3 separate regions of the Sus scrofa genome follow, and regions 2 and 3 are each linked to region 1. A link is a contact called in public HiChIP or PLAC-seq data. All regions are on one chromosome and are shown on one strand. Each heading gives the region's core, a stretch centred on a gene start, on an enhancer-like site or on the middle of the called end of the contact. The rest is flanking DNA. Distances are from core to core; before and after follow the strand shown.

Region 1 (3,430 bases), core at 645-3,144:
AACGCGCTGGTGGAACGGTTTTACCTTCAGGACAATTTTTTACACATGTGAGATACAACTTACGTATAAGGTGCTACCTTCACCCAAACACTCACGGAATGAGTTAACTGACTCAGTATTTATAGTCACAAAAATGAACGATGCGTGGATTCTCAAGCCCAAACGCTCAAAGAATAAGTCCATAGAGAAACCAAAGCCCTCCCACCCTCATGCTACGTACTTTCCCAGCTCTGTCTCGGCCTCTACTTCTGGGCCTTCCCCAGACAACACCCTCCTTCCTTCTTGAAAACCAGGAGATTTTTTCCCCCTTTGTCCAAACCTCCCCAGACAGTATCTTGAGCACAGTCTGGCATCGCTAAGGTGTAAAATGGTTGAAGAGAATGGACCATGTTCAGTGCCAGCCAAGGTACACTGACCACGTACAATGTAAGGGCAGGCCACAAACCCACCACCAAGTCTACACATGGCAAAACCTCCTACAGAGAACGTTTGCAAACACTTGCTTTTCAAAAGCAACAGAAAGTTGCTAGAAGGCCATCACTGTTGGCAAGAGAGCTCCATTCGGTGCCAACTGCGATAACCCACTCCGGGAGAAGAGCCTGAAGAAGGTTCACCTGCTTCTTATGAAGGGTTCACGAGGGCCAAGGGGCTCTGCCTGTTACAGACGCTTGCACTTCCTAAGTCCCTAAACACCTCCAAGAGGTGAACCCAGAGAGTTTCCACAAGTTTTAAGTCTCTCATGAAGATGTATATACGGAAATATATACGCCACAGAAGAACCCTTTATCCAAAAGAACAGAAAGGCTTCCAAGCTTCCATACTCCCGGGAAGCCGACTTTGCAACACGTCAAGAAGTTACATCGAGGCGTACAAAACATGTCTAAAGATTCCAACTGACAACCGCACAACTTGAAGTCGACGCTGGCAAACCCATCGCCCATAACTTACAGCTCTGATGGTGCCCCTTCTTACTTGCACCGCTGCGGCGCAAATGAATGACGGTGTATCAGCGTTAAATTTAAATTTCCTGGCTCTGGCCACAATGCTAACCTAATTAAACCATGTGGTCCACGCCGAGCATTTTCGGTGCGATATTTTGCATCGCTCGGGCCAGCACAGAGTCGGGAGGCAGTTGCACTCTTCTCTCGCCCCCCCAACACCGGAGGCAAACCCTCCCCGAAGCGCTCCGCCAAACGGCCAGGAGAGCACCCCCGCGCCGCCCACAGACCCCGCCGGGCGGTGCCGGGGGCTCCGCACCCACCGCCCCGCCGCGGGCACTTTGGGCTCCGTCCGAGCAAGTCGCTCGCGTCAGCGCTCCTGCCCGCGGCCGGGACCCCGGGCCCCGCAAGTCGGGCGCCGCCGCCGCCGCCGGGCCCGGGCGCACGCGCTTCCGTCCAGCAAACTGCGGCCGGGGGGGAGGGGGCGGCGGGCCGGCCGTCGGGCGGGGGCCGGGCGGGGCGGCGGGCCGGGGGGAGGGGAGGTACCTCGTACAGCTCCTCGGAGGCCATGGTGGGCGGCGGGGCGGGGGGCGCGGGGGCAGGGCGGGCGAGGCGCCGCGCCGCCGGCGGCCGACACTTTGTTTCAGTTGGGTCCCTGCGTGGCCTGCGCTTCCTGCTCCGCTCGGCTCCGGCGCCGGGCGCAGCGCGGACCGGCCGCTCACTCCTGCCGGTGCGGGCCGCCGGCCGGGTTGTGCGCAGGAGCAGCTGCGCAACGCGCCCTCCGCGCCGCGCTCACTCCCCGGCGGGCCGGCTCGGGCTCGGGCTCATCGCGCCGCCGCGGGGCCGGGCCGGGCTGGGGCGGGCGCGGCGGCGGTGCACGGCGGCGCGCTGGCTCCGCGGCTCCCCCTCTCCGGTGTAGTGCAAGAAGCTTCCTACTTGCGACCAAAAAACCTGCCCCGGCTACTGAGCATGCCCAGTGCAGCCGCCCGGCCCGGCCGAGCCGCGCTCCCGCGCTCCGGGTTTTCGGGCCGCCCGCGCGGGAGGGGCGGGGCGGCCGGCGGGCGGGGCGGCCGAGGGGAGCAGCGGGCTGCGCTCCGGGCGCGGCGGGCGGGCGGCCGCGGGGGGCCGGCCGGCAGGAAGGGGAGGAGCCCGGGCGGGGGCGGGGCCGGGCGAGGCGGGGGCGGGGCTGGGGCGGGACCCGACTCGCCCAAATGCCCTCGCGGAGGTCGGACCCGGCCGCGGCGCCCGCCCGCCTCGACGTGGGAGCCGAGCTCTGGGGCGGGCGGGCGCAGGGCGGCGGCGGCGGCGCGCTCGGGGGCAGGCGCCGGCGGCCCCGGAGTTGGCCAGGGGACCATGGGGCCGGGCCACCCCGCGAACCGCGCCCGCCGCCCCGACGGCAGCGACGCGCGGCCTCTCCCCGGAACGCGCGGAGCCCCCGCCCCCGGGCGCCCGCCGCGTCGCCCGTTCCGGCCCGGGCAGCCTGCGGAGGGCCGGCGGCGTGGCCAGGTGGAGCCCCCGCCCCACCACGTGCCCGCCTCCCCCGCGGCAGCCGCCAAGACCCGGAGTCGGAGCGCGCGCCCGCGTGGGGCCCGGCACGCGCGCTCGGCGGCAGGCCCGGGGTGGGGGCCGGGGCGGGAGCCCGGCGCAGTCGAGGGCGGCGCGAGGGCGCGGCCGCCTCCTCTCGGCCCGCAGCTTCCCCCACGCCGGGCCTCCCTGTTCCTCTTGGAGCGTCCGCCTCCTCCGAAGGGGAGCCGGGAGGAGGGGCCGGAATCTGGGCTCCAGGGAGGTCTGGGTTCCAAAGGAACGAAGCTGTCAGTGGTGGTTCTCCTTGGGGGGGACGGTGTGGACAACTAGGCGACCAGCCCTGCCGGGACCACAGCGATGGGCTGGCCCTTCCTCCGCCTGGCAGGGGAGCAGGGCAAAGTGGGGGCGGCCCGCGCGCGGGCTAGCTCCCAGGGCACACCTGCCGGGACACCGGACGCTTCCCCATCCGTGTGGAATGAGGAAGGGGCTGCCCGGCCTGACTCCCACAAACAGCCGCAACTCCCAACCTTCCTGCGAATAGAGCGGAACTTCCCCCCCGAGGCACCGCAGAGACAGGCTTACGCTGTCCCCCACCCCCTACGGCAGGAAGACACCACCAAAGCCTCATCTCTCCCAGGGCATCCTCTCCTGCCACCCCGTTCCCGGTGCTCTGTCTAGCTCCAGTTCCCAACTGACCTCCTAGAAACCAGGCTCCTCCCACCAGTTTTCTTCCTAAAACCCAATTCGATCGTGCCCCGTTCGCACAGTTTAGCAACCGCAAGGCTTTGCAGAGAGCCCGCTGAAGCTTCCTGCCCTCCCCACGCCCACGAACAAGCGCCACGCTTGCCCTTAAGTCACTTGAAGTCGAATCACCACTGCCTTCACGCCGACGCTTCTGCCTGCAGTTCCCTCTGCCTGGAATGCCCCCTTTCGACCTTAAACTCCAGCTCCGACGTCACATCAAAAGC
Region 2 (3,430 bases), core at 682-3,181, 460 kb after region 1:
ATATGGAGGTTCCCAGGCTAGGGGTCTAATCGGAGCTGTAGCCGCCAGCCTACACAACAGCCACAGCAACTCGGGATCCGAGCTGCGTCTGCAACCTACACCACAGCTCACAGCAACGGATCCTCAACCCACTGACCGAGGCCAGGGATCGAACCTGCAACTGCATGGTTCCTAGTTGGATTTGTTAACCACTGAGCCACGACAGGAACTCCTCCAAACTGTCATTTTCTTTGTGAAACATTTTCAAATAAGCGAAAGTGGGACACATACAGACCAAGTATTCTATGCACACCAAGTGTTCTGAGCAGAGGGAGTAGCATGAAAGACTATTCATACTGTCATTCATATGGCAGGGCCTACAAATTATTATTATTATTATATCTAGTGTTATTTGAACATGTAAATAAAGATGGCTGAACCACTCCTCAAAAGCAATCGGAACTGTCCCTGAAATCAAGTAAGTGAACATAATACATAGAACTTTAAACCGATTACTAGAAAAATCATCTGCACAGTCTAAGACCTGCGCTGTCCTGGCACGAAGACATAACTGGGCCACACTGTGAAGTGGATGAGAAAGGCAAAGTCTAGTTAAAACTTCAGGACCCATTTGCTCTCTTTTAAGTAAAATTGTTAAGATGATAAATCTGCTTTCAGAAGCTCTTGATAAAAAATCTGTACTCCCTGTCTAGCTGAGCAAAGCAAATCACCGAAGGGTCCAGAGCTGGGCGAACAGCACCGGTGGGGAGATTTCCACCCTCTCTCAGCCCAAAGTTGCTGGGAGACTATATCTGCCTCTTTCCTAAGATGGCTAGAAACAAATCAGATAATGCCGATGCCAAAAAAAGGGTCGTTATAGCAATACTGTTTTAAAATCCATTCTCTTATGTTCTTGAGTTTCCCTATCAAACACATGAAAAACGAAACACCGCTTTTAGTTAAGCAATGGTTAGCCTTGCCGCACATACAAGTAGGTTTTCACTCGGCCGCACATAATTAGCTTAATTACAGACGTGAAGTGCTTGGGTTCGGAAGGTGGTAACAATGCCCATTATTTCTCCCACTCCCAAATGAACGCTATAAGCTCTGGCTAAAAACACTAGGCCTCAAAACCGAGAACTTGATCTTACTTTGCCTCAAGTTCGCAAGCTGGCAAATGAGTTGCAATGGGCAGGGGGATGAATATCGGGTGGATGCTGGAGGAAGTACCCCGCCAGCCACAAACTCTAGCTCTGGGATGGTTAAGGAGGGCGGCCCCGCGCCCTTGTCTTCTCTGCCTCCAGGTCCTAAACGTGACACCGGCACCAGGACCACCGGTACCGCCTGCAGAGGGAAGGTCTCAGGGCTCGCCCGCTGCCGCCCGGCTGCTCCGGGGGTCCGCACCGAGGCCGCCGGGCTGCGGCCAGGAGCCTGGCTCATCCCCGCGGAGGACAGGCGGAAGGCGCGCCCGCGCTGGGGCCTCGCGCCCCGGACCTGTAGAGGCCGCTCGCGCCCACGCCTCCCGGGGCAACGACGCGGCAGGCCCCGCCGCCCTGGACCCAACAGCCGCGGCCTCCGGGCGAGCGGCGCGCGGCTTGCCGCCCGCCCGCGCCCCACGACCCGCGCGCGCGCGCGAGGCAAAGTTTGGCCGTGGCCGCGGGGCCCGAACTTTCCCGCCCGCCTGGCAGCTCTCCGCCGGTTCCCCTCGGCCGGGCCCGGACGCCGGCCTTCCGCGCTCCCAGACTACTTACTCTGGCTGTTCCCGCAGCGTCGGAGCCTCCGCGGCGGCCATCTTGAACTTCCTGACTCCTCGGCGGCGGTGGCGGCGGCTTCCCGGACGGTGGGAGCCAGTGGAGGCGGAGGAAGAGGGAGCAGGGTCCTCGCGCATGTGCCGACCGCGTCGGGAACCGTGGAGCTGAGGCCGCTCGAAGAATCCGGATATAAAAGTGCATCCGGGGACGGGGCGCGCGAGCGTCGTGACGCACTTCCGGGGCGGGGCGGGGCTGCGGCGCCGGCTCGGGCCGTAAGCGGTTACGTTGCCTGGGCTGCGTGCTGGAACCCAGGCGGAGTTCTGGGTGCTGGAGGGAGGAGGGAGCGGAGGGAGGAGGCTGTCTGCGCCGTGGTCGCAGTTCCGAGAACCGGTTTCACTGTGGGACCCAGACTTAGTTAAAATTCCGAAACTAGGGCAAACAAGAGCAACGCTGGGAGCATAATGAATGCCTTTTTATTGCCTAGCATTAAGGCATTAAGGGAAAGCTTGTAGAAAGGCAAGTTGAGAAAACTGAAAGGTAGGGCTGGAGCCAGGACAGAGGGAGCTATTGTTGATACATTTATTTGAAATCTTCAGCATAAGGATTCAGGAGTCCCTTGCTCCTGTTCATGTTCGCTGGTTCCGTAAATTGAATTTTTAAGTAATATTTTTGGCCCGAATACCTTCATGTGATTGTTTTTCCATAATAATGGCATCTACAGTAATGCAATTATGTAATGGTTATGTATCTCATTATGAGTAATGAACTATTGTATGAGAAAACATTTATTGGCTCTTGGAGAGCTTTCAACGTATGTTTTTATATGCTCTCTCTCAAAAGTATCTTTCTCCATGATCTGAATCTTAAAAGCAGGGTGGTGATCACTTTTATTCTTGTCAGCAACTGAGTTTGTGGGGTTTGGCCTAGAATTTTGACCTCGGAATATCTGATCTTATATACCTCATGATTTTATAGAGGGGAGGAGTTACAAATATTCCGACAAAATAAGCCCCTGGTTGGCTGAATTCCAAACGTGTTTAATGTTAATAAGCGTTTCCCCCCATGAATATTACTAACATTAAATCAACCTTGGATATTTATTGACTTTTGGGGGTTGCCCCACCCCACACCTATTGTAGCATTTCCTTTTTTTTTTTTTTTTTCTGCTTTTTAGGGCTGCACCCCCGTGGCATATGTAGATTTCCAGGTTAGGGGTTGAATCAGAACTGCAAGCTGCTAGCCTAAGCCACAGCCACGCCAGATCTGAGCCGCATGTGTGACCTATGCAATGCTGGATCCTTAACCCACTGAGCGAGGCCAGGGATCAAATGAACCTGCAACCTCATGGTTCCTAGTCAGATTCGTTTCCCTTACGCCACAGCAGGAACTCCTGTGGCATTTCTTTATATGGTCCTTAATTATATTGTTTCCTTTATGAAGGCTTTCTGTCCCCTTAATAATCAAATTCAGGTATAATAACTGAGAATGCTGCTGCTGCTTTTTTTTTTTTTTTCTCTTTTCTCTCCTTTGGGCCTCGCCTGAGGCATGTGGAAGTTCCCAGGCCAGGGATCAGACGGGAGCCACAGCCTCCACAATAGCAGTGACATTGCCTGATTGTTAACCTGATGTGCCACCAGGGAAATCCAGAAGGCTTCTTTCAAATAAAATAGTTTTCAGAACTATGTTAAGAATGGTTTATA
Region 3 (3,430 bases), core at 664-3,163, 400 kb after region 1:
TCGGAAGCTTTCAACACACATTCGCAGAGTCTTTCAGGGCAAGCAGTGCATCCGTCGAGGGAAAGTGGGGAACCCTGCCCAGGCGTGCCCTGGGCGAGTGATGAGACAGGTGACAATGAGACGCACAACCAGACAGGAGCTTTGAGATGACAGACAGAGAGGACACACCCAGCAGAGGGTCGGAGGACTTCCTGGGAGAGACAGTGCCTGGAGGGGAGAACATGGAAGCAGGGGAACAGCATCCCCAGTCCACCAGCTGCCAGGTTCCCAGGTCCAAGGGCGGGGTCGGTGAGAGACACACCGGGCAGGAGGCAAAGGCCTGAGCCTGAGGACCTCACAGGGCAGGCGAAGCTGTCCGGGTTTGCTCCAAAGGCCACGGGGCCCACTCTGTCATTTTCAACCCCAGGGGAAGGTTGCGGGAGAATGAGGGTCCTGTTAGGCTCATAATGTAGGCACGTCAGTCAGGAAGCAGGAAGAGGGTGGCCTGCAGATGGGGCTGAGGTCAGCAAAACTGGCAAGTGGCCTAAGTGACAATAATTCAAGCCACAGTAATCCAGACATAGCACCAGAGTTCGGGGGGGGGGGGGGTTAATCCGTTTTGGAAAGGATCGCCCGGACTGGGCAGCCATCAGAAGTGACAGGCCTGCTGACGGGAGGGTATGAGTGCTTCTGACTCTGCCTCTCACTGATAACAGAGCATCCGAATTGTCTCCCAACACTGAGCCTGACAGGCTTTTACATGTTGTCATCAGAGCACCTGATGGCTCGAATGTCAGAAGCTGAAATAATACTATGACGGCAGGACAGTCAAATATGGTAAGTTCTACTCTGTGATCCTAAAAGTAAACATTTAGCCCGAACGCTGAGCACAACACTGTGACATCTTGGCCCCAAAGACGAGTTACAGCAGGGACAGCTCCTCCTGGGGACCTGTGACCACGAGGGGCGTCTGGGATTCTCTGCGCAGGCCTGGATCAACTCCCCTCCCTGGCATGCCCCCTCTCCCCTGCAACTGATACTCTAAGACAGGACCTAGCCGACAGGGCATCCCCCTGCCAAGCCTTCAGAGCGACAGGGCAACCTGACCCTATAACGGGGTGGAGATTAGCACTTAGACGAAGCCTTGGCTGGCCTTCTGTGATTCTTCATTTTATCCAGAAACGAATGGGAGTATATGATTGCACTAAGAACTGAATAACCAGGAGTTCCCGCGAGGCGCAGTGGTTAACGAATCCGACTAGGAACCATGAGGTTGTTGGTTCGGTCCCTGCCCTTGCTCAGTGGGTTAACGATCCGGCGTTGCCGTGAGCTGTGGTGCAGGTTGCAGACGTGGCTCGGATCTGGTGTTGCTGGTGGCTACTGCTCCGATTAGACCCCTAGCCTGGGACCTCCATATGCCGCGGGAGCGGCCCAAGAAATAGCAAAACGACAAAAACAAAAAACAAAAACCAAAAAAAACCCTGAATAACCAGACCCACTGGTTTTACCTTCAGACCTGAGTCAGGGAGTGCTGTCCACCCCCACTATGCCTCTACCGCCGCCCGCTCCGCCCGCCCCGCGCGCCTCTGGCATCCGCGGCCTTCGCAGAACTAGTGCTTCTCTCACACAGATGCGCTCGGGCCGCGGAGAGAACCCGCCGCGCCTCTGGCTCCAGCAGTGCCCAGGCCACGCGCCCGGAGGCTTCCGGTGGCTCCTGACCTTGAGCGTCGGCCCCGCCCCGGGCCCCCAGACGCCCCAACTCCCTTCAGATTGGCCCCGCCTCCGTCCCATATGATGGCCCCGCCCCGACCGCTCCAACCTATCGCGCCCCGGCTCCCCGGCGCTGCGGCCCCGCCCCGGCCCTGCTCCGACCTATGATGTCGCGGCTCCTACCCGCGGTCAGCGGCCGGGTCCCCGGAGTCCCGCCCACGCCGGCCATGGCTAGGGTGGTGGGCCTGCTGGCGCATCGTTGGTTCTCGGGCGCTTTCCGGGGGTAAGTGCTGAGCCCGGGCCCGCGGGTCTTGCAGGGGGCACCCGGTCCGCTATAGCGTCTCGGTGGCCGCTGGGTTTGCAAGTTTCCAGGACGGAGGGATGCCAGGCGTTCTCCTATGCGGCGGGCACCAGGGTCGGGACTGCGCAGCTGGGTCTCCCGGCCCCGCCGCGGGCTCCGAGGGGCTTTGCTGAGTGGGGGATTGGGGAGGACGGGCGAGCTGCCCTGAAGGTTCGCGCGCGCCCTGGGGTCAGGCTGCGGGTGACCTGTCCGCTCCTGGAGAACGTCCTGTTCCAGGGACGGTGGCGTGGCGGGTGCACAGCCAGGCAGCGCGAAATCCCGCACCGAGCTGTGCCCACGTGATGGGAAAACCCTGCCGGTTGCCTTCAGGGGGTCGGAGTCCGGAGTGATTTTTCCCGATTTTACGTAATAAACGGTCGTGTTTTGCCATTTTTTAGAAAACAGTCCTTTAAAATGAATAAATTTGCACTCTGTTTTGTGAGAACTTTAACATTTCGGCGTTCACAAACATTTGAAGTTTTCCTTTCATTTTCTGCTTAGGACTGAACGGCTGTTAAATTCACATAGGATGCATAGCTTTCCCCTTTTCGAATTAAAAAAATTCAGTTATTTAACATGAGACTTATAGAAGACCAGTTTTACTGAATGACACTAACTCAGGGTTTGAGGATGATACGTTTAAGTTGGGGTTTATTTGTAACTGTGATTTTAATTATCTTTGGTGCCATCGACTTGGCTATTCCAGGGTCATTGTTGGGAACATCCATTGTTTGTGACTCCTTGCTGGGCATGGAAGCTTTCTCCTCCCCTCTGCTTACTCTGCTACTTACCTGGAAGCACTTGCTGTCTGTGCTTTGCTTCCACCTGGCCCCTTAAACATCTCAGGATGAGGACTGAGGCTGTCTGCCCACCGGCTTCACCATCCAGGGCAGGTGGGGTTCCCTACCTCCAAGACAAAGAGGCATTCTCTGTCTGGAAAGCCAGCACGTGTCCATCTGCCCTTCTGAACACTGGCGTCTTCATTCGCCCCGCCTGTTGCTTGTGTACACACATTTTTTGCTGAGCAGACAGGAAGGAATTGACCGGACACTAGTTTATACTTTGTTAATTAGTGAGTATGTGACCAAGCAAAAGGGCCCATGAGCCCAGAAGGGCAGAAAGCCAAACTCTGAGTTGGCAGCGCACTGAGGATTTATTGCAGGGCGCTAAGCATGGGAGGGGGGTCTCAAGCCTCAGGGCCACTCCAGGTCTTTGAATTACAGTTTTGTTGTTTTTTTTTTAAAGAGGAAGAACAAAGAAACTGTGGTTAATCACCCTCTTGTGACATTTAATTGTTTGGAGTCAGGATGTCTCTCTGGCCGCGGGGTCCGTGGCTCCAAGGTCTGTTTGTTTCTCCTGCTCTGGAAAAACCACCTGAGTTTGGAGTTAACAGTGATGTCT

Evidence for each region. HiChIP or PLAC-seq counts read pairs in DNA pulled down with a chosen protein or histone mark.
Region 2: an H3K27ac HiChIP or PLAC-seq map of alveolar macrophages shows a contact between it and region 1. The contact joins the promoter of PRPF4B here to the promoter of CDYL in region 1. A contact is called at or near these places in 2 of 5 promoter capture datasets (fetal liver and liver), 1 of 47 Hi-C or Micro-C datasets (fibroblasts) and 1 of 2 datasets of contacts at active chromatin or transcription factors (alveolar macrophages).
Region 3: a contact with region 1 is called in an H3K27ac HiChIP or PLAC-seq map of alveolar macrophages. The contact joins the promoter of ECI2 here to the promoter of CDYL in region 1. A contact is called at or near these places in 1 of 5 promoter capture datasets (liver), 1 of 47 Hi-C or Micro-C datasets (embryonic fibroblasts) and 2 of 2 datasets of contacts at active chromatin or transcription factors (alveolar macrophages and skeletal muscle).

Annotation. Positions count from the first base shown.
Region 1 is chr7:2,844,367-2,847,796 of Sscrofa11.1, reverse strand. CDYL (chromodomain Y-like protein) reads right to left here and starts at 1,894. Exons shown (of 7, transcript XM_021100128.1): 1 at 1,485-1,894. The coding sequence starts at 1,508.
Region 2 is chr7:2,381,005-2,384,434 of Sscrofa11.1, reverse strand. PRPF4B (serine/threonine-protein kinase PRP4 homolog) reads right to left here and starts at 1,931. Exons shown (of 18, transcript XR_002346264.1): 1 at 1,731-1,931.
Region 3 is chr7:2,444,655-2,448,084 of Sscrofa11.1, reverse strand. It overlaps ECI2 (enoyl-CoA delta isomerase 2), which reads left to right and starts at 1,913. Exons shown (of 10, transcript NM_001113443.1): 1 at 1,913-1,972. The coding sequence starts at 1,917. LOC110261764 (a long non-coding RNA gene) reads right to left here and starts at 1,970. Exons shown (of 2, transcript XR_002346265.1): 1 at 1,873-1,970.